Regions from separate parts of the Pan troglodytes genome. Here region 1 is linked to region 2. Evidence: chromatin contacts called from public Hi-C data. All regions are on one chromosome and are shown on one strand. Each heading gives the region's core, a stretch centred on a gene start, on an enhancer-like site or on the middle of the called end of the contact. The rest is flanking DNA. Distances are from core to core; before and after follow the strand shown.

Evidence for each region. Hi-C and Micro-C count contacts between places; a contact is called where the count stands out from the background.
Region 1: a Hi-C map of induced pluripotent stem cells shows a contact between it and region 2, with 1.7 times the contacts expected there. The contact joins two enhancer-like sites. A contact is called at or near these places in 2 of 7 Hi-C or Micro-C datasets (both in induced pluripotent stem cells).

The regions. Positions count from the first base shown.
Region 1 is chr9:19,709,069-19,716,524 of NHGRI_mPanTro3-v2.0_pri, forward strand. No RefSeq gene overlaps it. Among named protein-coding and RNA genes, the nearest start is that of INSC, 510 kb to the left of the region's middle. Within about 2 kb of position 5,798, at least 1 of the 24 cell types and tissues checked has an H3K27ac peak or open chromatin away from gene starts, as enhancers often do. A contact at or near this core is called in induced pluripotent stem cells, where this site is marked.
Region 2 is chr9:19,421,121-19,428,767 of NHGRI_mPanTro3-v2.0_pri, forward strand. No RefSeq gene overlaps it. Among named protein-coding and RNA genes, the nearest start is that of INSC, 220 kb to the left of the region's middle. Within about 2 kb of position 1,546, at least 5 of the 24 cell types and tissues checked have an H3K27ac peak or open chromatin away from gene starts, as enhancers often do. A contact at or near this core is called in induced pluripotent stem cells, where this site is marked.

The DNA of each region.
Region 1 (7,456 bases), core at 4,548-7,047, 290 kb after region 2:
ACCGTAGTGTTCTTGCCTCTAGGATGGAATAATAACTCTTAAGAGTGTTCTGCTCTATCTCCGAGAGTTCCCCAGCAAGACAGAGCCCCAGTCGCTCATCATGGTAAGTAGCTGGATAACTCAATGTTTATCTTCTTTCCATTCTGTATTTCATGTTTCTCATCTTTACTGGTTATTTCATGGAGTCACCTTGCAAATGAATTGACACCCAGATCCTTTGCTCAGAGTCTTCTTCTGCACTCAGAACAGTCGTCTTACCACTTAGGAGCCATGTGACCTTGGGCAAGTACTTAAATTTCAGCTTTCTTAAGAGTAAAATGGAAATAACAGTAGAGAATGCGTGTAAAGCACGGCATATGGCAAACACTTGATAAATGTCCAGTTCCAGTGTTGTTATTATTGAATTGTTATTGCTCTGACTCACGTCGGAAGCATTTTTTCTCTGCTATCTTGCTGTTGCCTCTTCATCTCTCCTCCAGATTGTTGCAATCCTCTCTCATCCGAGGTGGCTTCCGCACCATGGCCAGGGTGCTGACCCCTTATTTCACTCCTACCATTAGCCTGCTGTATACCAGGCAAGTGCCAGGCTTTGAGAAATGGTAATATTGTGTTTTTTTTTAATTTGTCTTGTAAAACGATTCAGAGTGGCTACTTCTAAAAGAGAACACATAACTTATTTACCAAATACAGAAGTCCAACACTTATATTGAAGAGCAATACACACGTAAACAGTCCTGAGCTAATCATCACTTCTCCTTTCAAATACCTTCCTTTGCCTGACACTGAACAAAGTCCAAACATAGCATTCAAGGACACGTCATAACCTTTAGCCTCCTGACAGGTAGGCTGACACTGCTTGTGCTCAGAGGCCTGTCCCTACAGGGAAAATGCCATGGAAACCCCTTCTGCCTAGGTCCCCCTTCTTCCTGCTTTTCTTTCAAATAAAACAAATGTGAGGTAGATTACCTACTCCTTTTAATTTTTTGCCAAGCACAGTTGAACAGCTGATTTTAGTCATTTCTACCTATGGTTTCCTCCTTAGAGCTAATTAGTTTCTTTTCAAGTAATTGCAAATAGTACATTTTCCAGGCCCTTGGAGTAGAGGCTGACAACTAGCTCACTGGAGTGGGCTCTTATCAATAGCTCATGGAAATTAGACACACAAACATCACACTGGGGCCTCTGAGGGTTGCTCTAAGTTGTTTAGAAGAAATAGCTCATGAAAGTCCCACGGTTCCTTTATGAATGGACTCGCTGATACAAAATCTCTGGGGTGTGGTGGGCAACAGGATAGTCAGAAGCTTTCCTAAGCATCAAAATGGGCTCAGCTCTACACGAGATCACAATTCACTGTGCTCCAGGTACTGTGCTTGGTGCTGTGAGTGAGTCAGGAACAAGGGTTGAGGCTAGAGGCAAGGGGGAGAGAAGAGAGAGGGAAGGGCTCTCTCTGCAGGTTTAAAGAAGTGGGCAATGATGTTCACTGGAGGAGGAGACACGCACAGGCTTTGTGGGATTATCATCATTATTATCAATCATTCCCCTGCACCAGAAAGCCAGTCCCAGTACCCTGTCCTCCAAGAACCAACAAAGAGATCATGCTTATAAGGTTCTTACTTTGGTCTTTAGAACACAATGAATGCTTACTTTCAGGTCCGTGGTTTTCCATGGAATCTGGTTTTATATTTTGAGAGTGTTTCTTTTCTTGTTCTCTCCCTTCAATTTGAACATTGCTGTTGTTGTTGCTGCTGCTACTGCTGTTGTTTTGAACCTTAGATGAGAAGAGCTGAGTCATTCAGACTCCTTGGTTCATGGCATGTTGGTTACCCCATCAGTCCGTGTGACTCCCTCTACCCTTGTATGAGTTTCCTGTTGCTTCTGTAACAAGTTGCCACAAACTGAGTGGCTCAAAGCAACACAAACATATTACTTTACAGTTTTATAGGTGGGAAGTCCAACTCAAATCTCACTGGGATAAGATGAAGGTATTGGCAGGGTGCACTCCTCTGTGGAGGCTCTAGGAGATGATCTGGGGCAAGGTGAAGGTATTGGCAGGGTGCATTCCTTCTGTGGAGGCTGTAGGAGATGATCTGTTTCTTTGCCTTTTCCAGATTCTAGAAACTTCTCACTTTCTTTAGCTCATGGCTCCTTCCTCCAACTTCAAAGCCAGCAACTTCGGGCCTAGTCCCTCTTACACTGTCTTCTCTTAGTCATATCTTCCTTTGACTCCTGTTTCCCTCTTCCATTTTTAAGGACTTTTGTGATTACATTGAACTCATCTGGATAACCCAGGATATGCTCTCTGTCTGCTGATTAGCAACTTTAATTCCATCTGTAACCTTAATTCCCACTCGTCATGTAACCAAACAACTTCACAGTTTCTGGGAATTCAGACGTGGACATCTTTGGAGGAGGGATGTTATTCTCCTTACCATAATCCCTAATCCTACACCTATTCCCTATCCTCATTGACATCTACTCTAACGTGCTTGACCTATGCCCTGAAATATGCACGTTTCCTTGTAAATATGCCATTAGTGTATATGTTTTTAATTGACATATTGGTATTATTCTATGTTTAATCTATGGTGTTCTCACATGCTTTTCATTCAACACTATGTTTTTAAAGTCTCCCATGCTGTTCTGTACACATGGAGTTTGATGGTTCTAACAACTGCATATTATTTTGTAACATCTACTTCATTTTACGTATCCAGTTTTCCACTGATGGACTCTTGTATTGCCTTCACTCTACTCTGAGCTTTATCCTGACAGACTTCCTTGCTCAGGGTCCCAGTTGGACCCACATAGGAATTTTTCTAAAAACTGAACTAAGGCTAGGATTTCTGGGTAACAGGGTAAAGACTGGGATTGCTGGATCACAGGATATATCCCTACTTAGTTTCACTAAGCTCTCTTGACTGGTTGTACTAGTTATACTTGGACTAGTAGAGTTGTTAAATCTCATTACTGTGATGGTGATGCAGTGTCTTCTTCTGTCCAACCTCTTGCCTGGGAGCAGAGCTGAAAGCCTTTTCTGGATCTCTCTCCTGTATATTTTTGCTTCCTAGACAAGCTTCAGAGCCACTAAATACACTTTCCTCCAGCTAGCACTTGCATCTCCCTCCACTCCTCTTTTCTATGTGTTAGCACCATGCTGGGCACAGGCTTCCATCAGAGGAGTCTGTTCTTTGGCTATGCAGGCTCAGAGTTTTATTTCCATTCCTTCCCCTCCATCCTCGTGCCTCTAGACTCTGGTTTTATTAATTTAACAAGGAGTTCTGGAGCACTTACTGGCTCAAATACATTACCCCCTTCTCCCCACCCTAGATATTTGGGATATCAAAAGAAAAACTAAGGGGCTTACATTCTGGTGTCCTGTCAACTCAATTGCAAAAACTTAGCCAGGATCCATTCGCTTCTCCCCAAAACCTACCTAGTACAAGCAAACAGCATTTTTCACCTGGACATTTGCATTTGTCTCCTACTTGTTGGTCCACCTGCTTCCACTCTTACCCCACCTAGTCCTTTTTCCACACAGCAGCCAGAATAAACATTTAAAAATGTAAATCAAATCCCATCACTCCTTCATGTCTGCTAATAGTCCATTGCCTAGAGAATGAAATCCACATTCCTCAGCCTGGCTTACTAAGCTCCATGGCAGCTGGCTGCTCTCGGTCTCTCTGACCTCATCCCTTGTCACTCTTTCCTTCATTCACCATATTTCAGCCACATTGGCCTTTTTCCATTCCTGGGATAGGTCAAGCCTGTTTCTGCCTCTCAGCCTTTGCAGTAGTTGTTCCCTCTGCCCAGAATGCTCTTCCCTCCAAGTTGCTGAGGACTGGCTCTGTCCCATCATGCATACATTGATCCTGTTTTAATTCTCTGGATGGCACTTTTTATTTGCTAGCACTACTTATTTATTAATGAGTACATTGCCTGTATTCCCCTGTAGTGTGTGAACTTCATGAGAATGATTTTCTCTCTCTCGTTCACTGCTCTATCAGTACCTTGTATACTACCTAGCACAGGGGTGGAGTTCAAAAATGTGTGGGTTTTTTTTTGAGGAATAAGTGAACAAATCAGTCTAAAGCAGTGGTTCTTGATCTTGACTACCCATTAGAATCATTTGCACAAAGCCAAGCTCCACATAGACCAATTGAATCAGAATCTCTGGGCACAGGGCTCAGGTATTGGCACTTTTTAAAGCATCCAGATAAGCATTCACCTAAGGCTCTGAAGCAACCCTTTGAAGATGACAGCCCATCTCAAGCAGGGCAACTTAGAAAACTTCCTTGGGATTTTGTGTGCAAACTTTAGAAAGAAAAATTTTCTTTTTCTTTCTGGTGTTAGCCGAGATGCTGTAAGCCTCCGGCTGTCTGCCGCCATGTCAGCCGACACCACCACCATTCCTGGGTGCACGGAGGAAGGCAAGCTGTAGGAGGAAAGAATAGGACCAACTCAACAGAGGAGCTGAGCCAATTCAAAGGGGAGGGAAGGCATGGCAGGGAGGGGGAGGAAAAGTGCTGATGGTGTTGTGGGAGACCCTGGAGTCTCTGAGTCTAGCCCCACTTAAATTCTCTTCTCGGCTCAATTTGGCAGGGGTTAGGTTTCTGTCATTTGCAACTAAAAGGATCCTGACCAATACTTGATCAAAGCAAATAATTGTGGGTCAAGAAAAGATGATTTAAATGGGATCCAGAAGACAGAATATTAAGGCAGTGCCTTTATCAATAAATCCATAATTCCAAATATAGCCACTTTCTAAACCAGAAGGAATCCTTTGCTTCTCTTATTTCAGCCAGTTAGTCTGTTTACAAAGTGTCACAGTTAAGCACTTCCACAGCCACATGAAAAGTATTAGATCACTTACTCTTCTCAATAAAGGGAACAAATTTGTGATGGACTGCACTGTGCATTCATCACGGGACACTGCATATGCCAAGCTTTCGGTCCTGAGGGGCTCCTCTCCCAGCCGGGATACTGAGAGAACTCAGCAAAAATGGTTGAATGCGGAGACCTCTATGATTTCCCTGTCCACCCCAATTCTAATCACAGGGCTCCTTTTGAGCCTTCACAGGGATGCTGAAAGGGTAGAAACTTTCGCTACAGAGGCCCTGACAACCCTGTAAGGTTGCACCTTGAGCAATGGAGAAATAGATCAGTAGGAAGTTGCCCAAGATGCCAGTCTTCAAGGGGTACCAAACGGAATGCTAAAAGGTTTTGAGAAATGGAGGGAAATCAAGAAAATTGTATTGGAGAGAAGTCCTCTCAAAGAGAATACTGTGTATGATTGAAAGGCACAAAGCTATACAGAGAAGATACGAGGCCTGGCACACACTCTTGGAAGTGCGTGCCTAAACTCTTTAAGCCTTCAAGACTGACAAGCCCTGCTCCACAAAATCCCACATGCCAAGATGCTTTATTTCTGCAATCTTTCTGCATTTCCCGAAAGATAAGTTATATAAAAAAGAGAAATAAATGGTAACATTCCCGGGAAGATTTCCTGCTGGCTTTGACTTTGCATGGAGGCACTAAACAGAGATGGGGCACATAGAATCACACAGGGAAAGTATGTAAACTGGGTCTCTAAGCTGGAGGAAACACCCAGATATTTTATTACCATTTTGTTAGGCTCCTGCCACAGACAGCCGCTGTGTTGTTTAATAGAGTAAGCCCTAGCATTAGCCCAAGTTAGAAGGCAACTGTAGCTGATTTCTCAGACTTCTGAGGCTTCCATCTCTCTAGGGCAATAGTCAGTGGCTGTGTTGTACTATAGAGAGCTGTTGAATTGGATAGCAATCTGCAGGGGGCAGCAGCGAGACAGATATACCTTAGGATATCTCCAAAACAAAAGAATATTTGATAAGCCTCTCAGTAAAGCGTAGGACCTTTCCCAAAGCCCTGTGCTGAACAGCATCCTGAGAATAGTGGGTTTGGTTAGCTGGGGGGCTTCATTTTGCTAAGGGAGGTATGCACGTTTGGGGCTAGGCGGAATAGTTCAGTGGTAGAGGAGAAGCAGAGCCCCACCCCTGGTAGTCTGCACTCTTCACTCTTTACCCTGTAGTGATCAGCTTCCCCAGTAAGTGTTGAACGAATATTTCAAGTCTGTGGGTTTGAAGGAAAGTCAGAATCTTACCTGCCTGAGGAGCCCCATAATTTGTTCTGTCTTGCTCACAGACATTCAACAGCCTCCTCACACCTGAAGCCTGGTGTAGAAGGGAAGGGAAGGGAAGGTGCATTGTCATTCTTCCCAGGACAGACACAATGAAGAAAGTTGCACCTCAGCATATCTGATTGTTTCTTTTTTGCTTTTTTATTTCTTATATTTGAACCTGAAATTATCCCTTGTCTATTACCACTGCCTTCCTGTAGGTTTTCTATTAAAAAAAAAGGGGCCGTATTTTGTCAGGGCTAAAACCCGGGTAAGATTGTCCACCATTAAACAAAGCCCTAAAACTAATCTAATATAGGACTCTTAATTTGATAAGCTCTTCCAGACCTAAACCCACATCATATATTCTATGATCAATAAACTGTAATGAAATTCCAAATAAGCTCCTCCCCATGGAGCACCAGCCTTCCAGTTTGGAAAGTAGTGATCTGGTGGTTTCATCATTCTCCATCATTAGCAGAGGATGCTGTAGTTCACTTCCCACATCCTGACACCATATCTTATGCTCACTCCCTTGTTTAACACTAGATCTCTAATGTGCACATATACACACACACTTGCATATATAAATCAGTACAGATAAAGATCTATACAAAACAAAACTATAAAACAACTAAAGAATTTGAAATTATTGTTTAAAAATCATGGACATGCGATATTTATTTCCCTCTTTTCCCAGTGGGATCTAAATATCCTCTACCCCAGGTCTCTGGGGTCGGCCCTGCTACTTGCTTTCCAGTAGAATGTTAGTAGACACATAAAGTATTTTGTGCATCAGCAATCACCATGAAGATAACATGCCCAGCTAGTTCACTGATCCCAGGAGGACAAGGGCCACCAAGAGCAGAACTGATCCCAAGCTACAGCTTAAAGCAAAGCCCAGCCAAGCCCAAGTGGTATCAGCTAAAACTCAATCCTCAGACATATGAATGAGAATAAGTGATTGCATTTTAAAGCCACTACACTTTTGGGTGGTCTGTTATACAGATTTATTGTGACTATAGCTAAATAAGACAGAATGATATTTTCTGAAGCAAGCTATGAAAGTTCAAAGTCAGAAGAGAAAATGCTGACAGAGGTGACCATGTCTATTTTTTTTTTTTTTTTTTTTTTGAGACGGAGTCTCGCTCTGTCGCCCAGGCTGGTGTGCAGTGGCGCGATCTCGGCTCACTGCAAGCTCCGCCTCCCGGGTTCACGCCATTCTCCTGCCTCAGCCTCCCGAGTAGCTGGGACTACAGGCGCCCGCTACCACGCCCGGCTAATTTTTTGTATTTTTAGTAGAGA
Region 2 (7,647 bases), core at 296-2,795:
GCCTATACATGTTTTATCCCTATTTTTTTTTCTCCTTTGCAGAAGAAGATTTCAGTTTTCGTTTCTCCCAAGCAGGACTGCTCACTTTGACATTCCCTGGGTGTCTGTAGTACTAGGCAATAATTAAATATCAGGTGCATAAGTTGCTCTTTAATTTGACATGTGTGCTCCAGGCAATAACGGCACGCAGTGCCATGTGGGAGTGTAATTGCTAAGGAATAAAATCTTGTAGCGAGTGAGATCATTGTATCAGGTATGATGTGACAGCTCATTTGATCATTATGCCCAGGCTAAAGAGTTTGCCTAATTAGTTTCCATTAAAACTCACCCTTTAATCAAGAGTTATTCTTGCATAAAGAATGTCACTCGGTCCAGATGAATGAACAATGGTTTCCCCTTGAGATTGGACTCTCAGCTACACTGGGATGCCATATGTCTTTTCAAACAATCCACACCCGGCCCTCAGCTGGGAAGCCCAAGCTGGAATGGTTGGTATAAGTGGAGAAGAGGAAAGATATTGGGAGGAAAGAAATGAATGCTTCCAGCCCTTGTGGTTGGGGCTTGGGGTCTAAGGGAAGCCTTCTGACAGGCACAGAGACATGGGATTCCAGAGAACTTCCGTATGCAGAGAGAATGAGGACATAAAGAGGAAGAGGTGACTTGGTTATAGGTAGGTTGTGGCAAAGCTCAGGCTGGGACCCAGTTCTGACTTGCAGCCCTGGGCTTGCTCTTTCCCATCAAATGCTGACTTTAACTCTCACGCTTCTTAGGACTGAGCACATAGAGCTTTATCTCCTGACCCGCTTTGAGTACTGGGCTTTGAGATGGCAAGAGTGAGAATGAACGCTGGGTACACTCAGCACTTAGTCTTGTTCCATTTCTATCTCCTAGACTCTGAAGCCAACCTACTCTTCCTCTGAATCTCAGCTCTGCCTTTGAATAGCTGTGGGGTCTTGAGCAAGTCACTTGAGCTTTCTAAGATTTTATTTCTTTACCTACAAGGTATAAGTAATAATATCTACCTCCTGGATAAAAGGACTCTTCTCTGGGTACCTGGAATTCAGGGTACCTCCTCTTAACTTGGGATTCTATTTTGAGGAAATGTGTGCCAACATTATGTGGCATGTCTAGTTATTTTGGTTTATAAAATGATGTTTTCCTGGGGCTTTCAACCAATTACTTAGGTAATCTGTATTGGGGAAAGAATCAAGGTCAAGGGTCTGTCTGGCCCCATGGGTTTAAGGAGAAAGGGGAACAGATGAATCCTAGTACGGAAAGCCCAAGACCCCACAAGCCCAGTGGTTGGAGTTTCGCTTTCGAACTGTAGGATGAAGTGGCAAGGGGAGAGGGTGGTCCCTTTAGGTTGTGTCCCCCAGCCCTGGGTTTAGGAGGGGGTAGGGTGAAGGTGTGAAAGCCTAAGGGCAGCAGAACAGACCCACTTTGTTTTAATCAACTCTTAATCCCAGCAGGGATTTCCTGCTGCTCTAGTGTTGGCCTGGCTGAGCTGTGAAAGGGCAGGCAACGGCTTGCCTGAGGCAGTCCCAAGGAAGGTGAGATCAGGATTTCAAAGATTCCCTCCTGCACATTGGCTGGCACCATCTCTCGCTGTCCTGGACCCCTTGAAGCTGCCCTACTCCCTGGCACATGCCAGTTCCAGGAACTGTTCCAGAGGGCTCACTTTTTTTGTTGTTGTTAGTTCCTGGAACCCATATTTTCCCCTTGCTTTCACCATTTTTTCAGTGTTCATATTTTTTGGAGGAAGGAGAGAAAACTAGTCAACTATCTTGACATAAACCAAGATTTTATATATTTTTAATATTTGATACGATATCTAAAAACACATATGTCACATTTGTTAGATGGCACAGTTGTTAAAAACAAGCACTCTGAAATTAGACTATTTGAGTTTTTAATTTTACCTAATGAAATATAAATAAACTTTATGGGTATATAATATACATCAAATAAAATTTACTCACTTTAAGAGTATAGCATGGTGACTTTTGGCAAATATATACACCCATGTAACTACCACCACAAACTATATAGAGAATATATATATAGAGAGAATATATTGACAGGTTATAGTTGTGTGTATTTAAGGGGTAATGTTCTGACTTTTGAATACAATATGGAACGACTGACTCAAACTAATTAACGTATCAATCACCTCAAATATTTAACACTTTATGTGGTTAGAGCATTTGAAATTTATTCTCTTGGTGATATTAAAATGTACAGTACTCAATTATTAACAACACTATGCAATTGATCTAAAAACAATCAAACCTATTCCTCCCATCCAACTGAGGCTTTGAATCGTTTTATTATTATCTTCCCATTCTCCCCACCCTCAGCTTCTGGTAGCTACCATTCTACTCTCTGCTTCTATGACTTCCAATTGTTTTAGATTCCACATATAAGTGAGAAATTGTCGTATTTGCCTTTCTATGTTTGGCTTATTTCACTTAACATAATGTTCTCCAATGCCATCCACATTGTCCCAAATGACAGAATTTCTTCCTTTTTTAAGTCTTTGTGTGTATGTACTATATTTTCTTTATTCATTCAACCTCTGATGAATACTTAGGTTGATCTTGGCTATTGTGAATAATGCTGCAATTAACATGTGCATGCAGACATTTTTTGACATACCAATTTCAATATTTTTGGGTAAATACCCAGAAGTGGGATTGCTGGGTCATGTAGTCATTCTATTTTTAGTTTTTTTAGAAACCTCTATACCTATTTAGAGAATATCTTAAAAATTATATATTGACAGATTATAGTTGTATGTATTTAAGGGGTAATGTTATGACTTTTGAATACAGTGTGGACTGACTGACTCAAACTAATTAACATATCAATCACCTCAAATATTTAACACTTTTTGTGGTTAGAGCATTTGAAATTCATTCTTTTGGTGATATTAAAATGTACAGTACTCAATTATTAACAACACTATGCAATTGATCTAAAAAAAAAATCAAATTTAGTCCTTCCATCCAACCGAGGCTTTGAATCGTTTTATTATCATCTTCCCATTCTCCCCACCCTCAGCTTTTTTGAGAAAACTCTATACTGTTTTTCATAATGGCTGTATTAATATACAAGTTTTCTCTTTTGTCCACATACTCCCCAACACTTGTTATCTTTTGTCTTTTGGATAATAACCATTTTATTGGTTGTGAAGTGACATTTTATTGTGGTTTTAATTTGCATCTTAATGATTAATTATGTTAGCAGTTTTTCATTTGTCTGTTAGCCATTTATATGTCTTCTGAGAAATATCTCTTCAGGTCCTTTGCCCATTTCTTATTCAGATTATTTGTTTTCTTTCTATAGAGTTGTTTGAATTCCTTGTGTATTTTAGATATTAATTCGTTATCAGATGTATGAGTTACAAATATTTTCTCCCAATGTGTAGGTTGTCTCTTTACTCTGTTGTTTCCTTTGTTATGCTGAAGCTTTTTATCTTGATGTAATCTCATTTGTCTAATTTTGCTCTCATTGCTTGTGCTTTTGGGGTCAAATCTAAAAATCATTGCATAGATCAATGTCAGGTAGTTTCTCTCCTATGTTTTATTATAGTAGTTTTACAGTTTCTGCTCTTATATTTAAGCCTTTAATTCATTTTTAGTTGATTTCTGTATGTAGCATGAGGTACAGTTTCAATTTTATTCTTTTGCATGTGGATATCCAGTTGCTGATGACATGATCTTATATATAAAGATCATGTGCCCTTCTAAGCATGGGGCCCAGTGAGACTTCACAAATGCACAGGTGTCCTTTTGAGCATGGAGCCCACTGGTTTTACTCTCTGCTGTTGCCATCTTGAAATCTTAATACTTTTTGAACAAGTAGCTACACATTTCCATTTTATACTGAGCCCACCAGATTATGTACCTAATGTTAATATCCTACATAACCATGGTGCATTTATCAAAACTAAGAAACTAACATTAGAACAGTACTATTAACTAGACTACAGACTTTATTTGGCCTGTACCAGTTTTCCTACTAATGTCCTTATTTCTTTTCCAGAATCCAATCCAGAATATCACATTACATTTAGTTGTCATGTCTCCCTAGTTTCTACTCTGGGACATTTTCTTGGTCTTTCTTTGCCTTCTAGGACCCCGAAACTTTTAAATGTCCTGGCCAGTTGTTTTGTTCCTCAACTTGAGTTGATCTGATGTTTTCTCTTTATTAGACTGAGGTTATGAATTTTTTTAAAAGGATATCACAAAGGCGGAGTGCTCTCAACTCAGCAGAGGTACATAATCTCAACATGACTTATCACTGGTGTGTGTAATCTTGATAACTTGGCAAGGGTTGTGTGTGCCAGGTTTCTTCATTAGGAAGTTACTACAGTTCCTTCCATGCTCCATTTGTTAGAATAGAGTCACTAAGTCCAGCTCACTCTTAGAAGGAGCGGAATTAAACCTCACCTCCTAGTGGGAGGAGTATCAAACAACTTGTGAACAAATGTTAAAATCACCCCAACAATAAGTAAATATTTGTGTGGGAGCTTATGCCTCTTTGTAGGTCCCTAAGAACTTGAATCTGGGTGCTTCTTTGTTGGGTGTGTATATATTTAGTATAGTTAGGTCTTCTTGTTGAATCGGACCCTTTACCACTATGTAATGCCCTTCTTTGTCTTTTTTGATCTTTGTTGGTTTGAACTATGTTTTGTCTGAAGTTAGGATCACAGCCCCTGCTTTTTCTGTTTTCCATTTGCTTGCTAGATTTCCCTCCCTCTCTTTATTTTGAGCCTATGGGTGTCATTACATGTGAGATGGGTCCCTTGAAGACAGCATACCATTGGGTCTTGCTTTTTTATCCAACTTGCCATGCTGTTCCTTTTAAGTGGGGCATTTAGCCTGTTTACATTCAAGGTTAGTACTGATATGTGTGCGTTTGGTCCTGTCATTGTGTTGTTAGCTGGTTATTATGTTGGCTTTTTGTTTGGTTGCTGTATCACGTCACGGTCTGTCTGTTTAAATGGGTTTTTTATTAACTGGTAGTGGTCTTTTCTTTCTATATTTAGCACTTCTTTCAAAATCTCTTGTAAGGCAGGTCTGGTGGTAACAAACTCCCTCAACATTTGCCTATTTGAAAAAGATCTTATTTCTCCTTTGCTTAGGAAGCTTAATTTGGCTGGATATGAAATTACAGGTTGAAGATTTTTTTAAGAATGTTGAATATAGGCCCCCAATCTCTTCTTGCTTGTAGGGTTTCAGCTGAGAGGTCCACTGTTAACCTGATGAAGTTCCCTTTGTAGGTGATCTGCCCTTTCCCTCTAGCTGCCTTTAACATTCTTTCTTTCATTTGACCTTGGAAAATCTGATGATTATGTGTCTTGGGGATGATCTTCTTTTGTAGAATCTTGCAGGAGTTTCTGTATTTCTTGAGTTTGACTGTTGGCCTCTCTGGCAAGGTTGGAGAAGTTTTCATACACAGTATTCTGAAATATGTTTCCCAAGTTGTTTGCTTTCTCCCCCTCCTTACAGGGAGGCCAGTGATACATAGATTCAGCCTCTACATAATTCCATACATTTTGGAGGTTTTGTTCATTTCTCTTTGTTTTTTTTTTCTTTATTTTTATCTGACTATATTATTTCAGAGAGCCAGTCTACAAGTTCTGAGATTCTTTTCTCTGCTTGGTTTATTCTGCTGTTAATACTTGTGATTGCATCGTGAAATTCTTGTATTGTGTTATTCAGCTCTGTCAGATTCATTAGATTCTTCTTTACACCAGCTATTTTGTTCTTCAGCTCCTGTATTGTTTTATTGTGATTCTTAGTTTCCTTGGATTGGGTTATTTCATCCTCCTGAATCTCAATGATCTTCATTCCTATCCATATTCTGAATTCTATTTCTGTCATTTCAGCCAGCTTCTCACTGGGGATTAGTCCCTTTTATTGGGCAGGTCTTTCTTCCTGGATTATGTGCCAGCTTCATTACATTTAGTTAATGCTTACTAAACATGCAAGAGATCCTGAACCTCTAATCTATGGGAGCTATATGTAACCATAATAATATAAGTACTACAATGCCTCATTAATTTGAACTCGAAAAGATTCAGAATTGGAGTGAACTTGCACTATAATACAGCTGAATTTACATTTTGATTGTTTCTGAAGACTGACCAACCACATGAAAAAAGTGAAAGGAATCAAGAATAAGCATAAGAACCACCTTAAGATGATCCAATCCCATGATTTTTGAAATGCTATTTTTTTCCACTTAAATATAATACTGGAAGCCGCTTTAAATTATTGTTTGAAAGAGAAGGAGGAAAAATGGAATGAAATCAGTAAATTTATCAGACATGCTATTTATTCATTAAAACAGGTTTTGAAAGGACTTAAAGTAGGCAAGCCTTAGTTACCCTAGTCTGGGGTTCCTCTAAGTTTTGGAATAAATAATTGTGTATTTATACTCACAGCTTCTGTAATTCCAATTGTGCCTGAAGTGAAGAACTGTGGCAATCCCTGATATTAAGGGGCAATTAATGAAATCTGGAAGGTGTAAGGCTCTGGCCTTCCTACAGTGGCCTTTGCCTTCTTGAAGGTCTCATAAAGGTCTCATAATATTTTCCCAAGTCTGTTTTTGCCCTCACAGCTGAGGAAGCCCAGCCACCCCTTCAGGGGGGCAGTGGTGGGAGTGATTTTCACCCCGTTTATCTCTTCAATATCAGCAATTTCTGTGTGTTCCTAACAGCAATGGATGTCATGCTGGGTAATCCTCTTCCTGTTGTGAAAGGACCTGAACAATTACCAGTGAAGTATTCAGGAAAGATCCAAGGGAAATGATAGCTAATGATGCCTTTTATCAGACCCACCAATATTTGAGCAAACATGCTTTGGAGAAAATAGAGATTGTATTATCTTTATGGGTATACAATGAATGTTGTGTTATAGTATTTGAATGTGCATATGTGTGTGTGTGAATCTATATGTTTTAAAAGTCTTATCAGTGTTCTTTTATTAAGAAATTAACTTTATTTTCAGGGCAACCTTTATCTTGTCAGAGAATCAGAGAAGATTAGAAAAAAATTGGCTTTCTAACTTTTCGTATGTTACACCCCTTGCAGTACTACTATCCCTTCTCTTCAGAGCAATCAGAGTGGTCTTTTAAAAACATAAAACAGATTATATCATATCCTCCGTTAAAAATCTTCCAATGACATCCCACTGTACTTACAATAAATGCCAAGCTGAGGCTCACCTTGGCCTTAACAGGGCCCTGAACGACCTGGCCCTGCCCACTTCCCGCCTTCCCTTTGGTCAGCCTCATCCATGCTCTGGTTCATTTGTTTCTTTCTGGTCTCTAAACATGCAGGGCCTGTTCTCATCTCAGAGCCCTGTTAGTCCCACCTGCTGGTCCCACTGCCTGCACATGCCCTCCTTTCTGAAGTAGAAACCACCCATCCAGTTACTCTGTTTCACTTTTCCTTGTTGGATTGTTTTCAAAGCATTTGTCACTCTCTGAAATAGTCTTGTTTGTTCATTTGCTTAATGTCTGCCCTGACTCAGTGTAAGCTTCCTAAGGGGGAATCTTCTTGTTTTATTCACCACCGCATTGCCAGCACCTGGAAGAGTAGCTAGACACTAACAGGTGCTCCATATATTTTTGAATGAC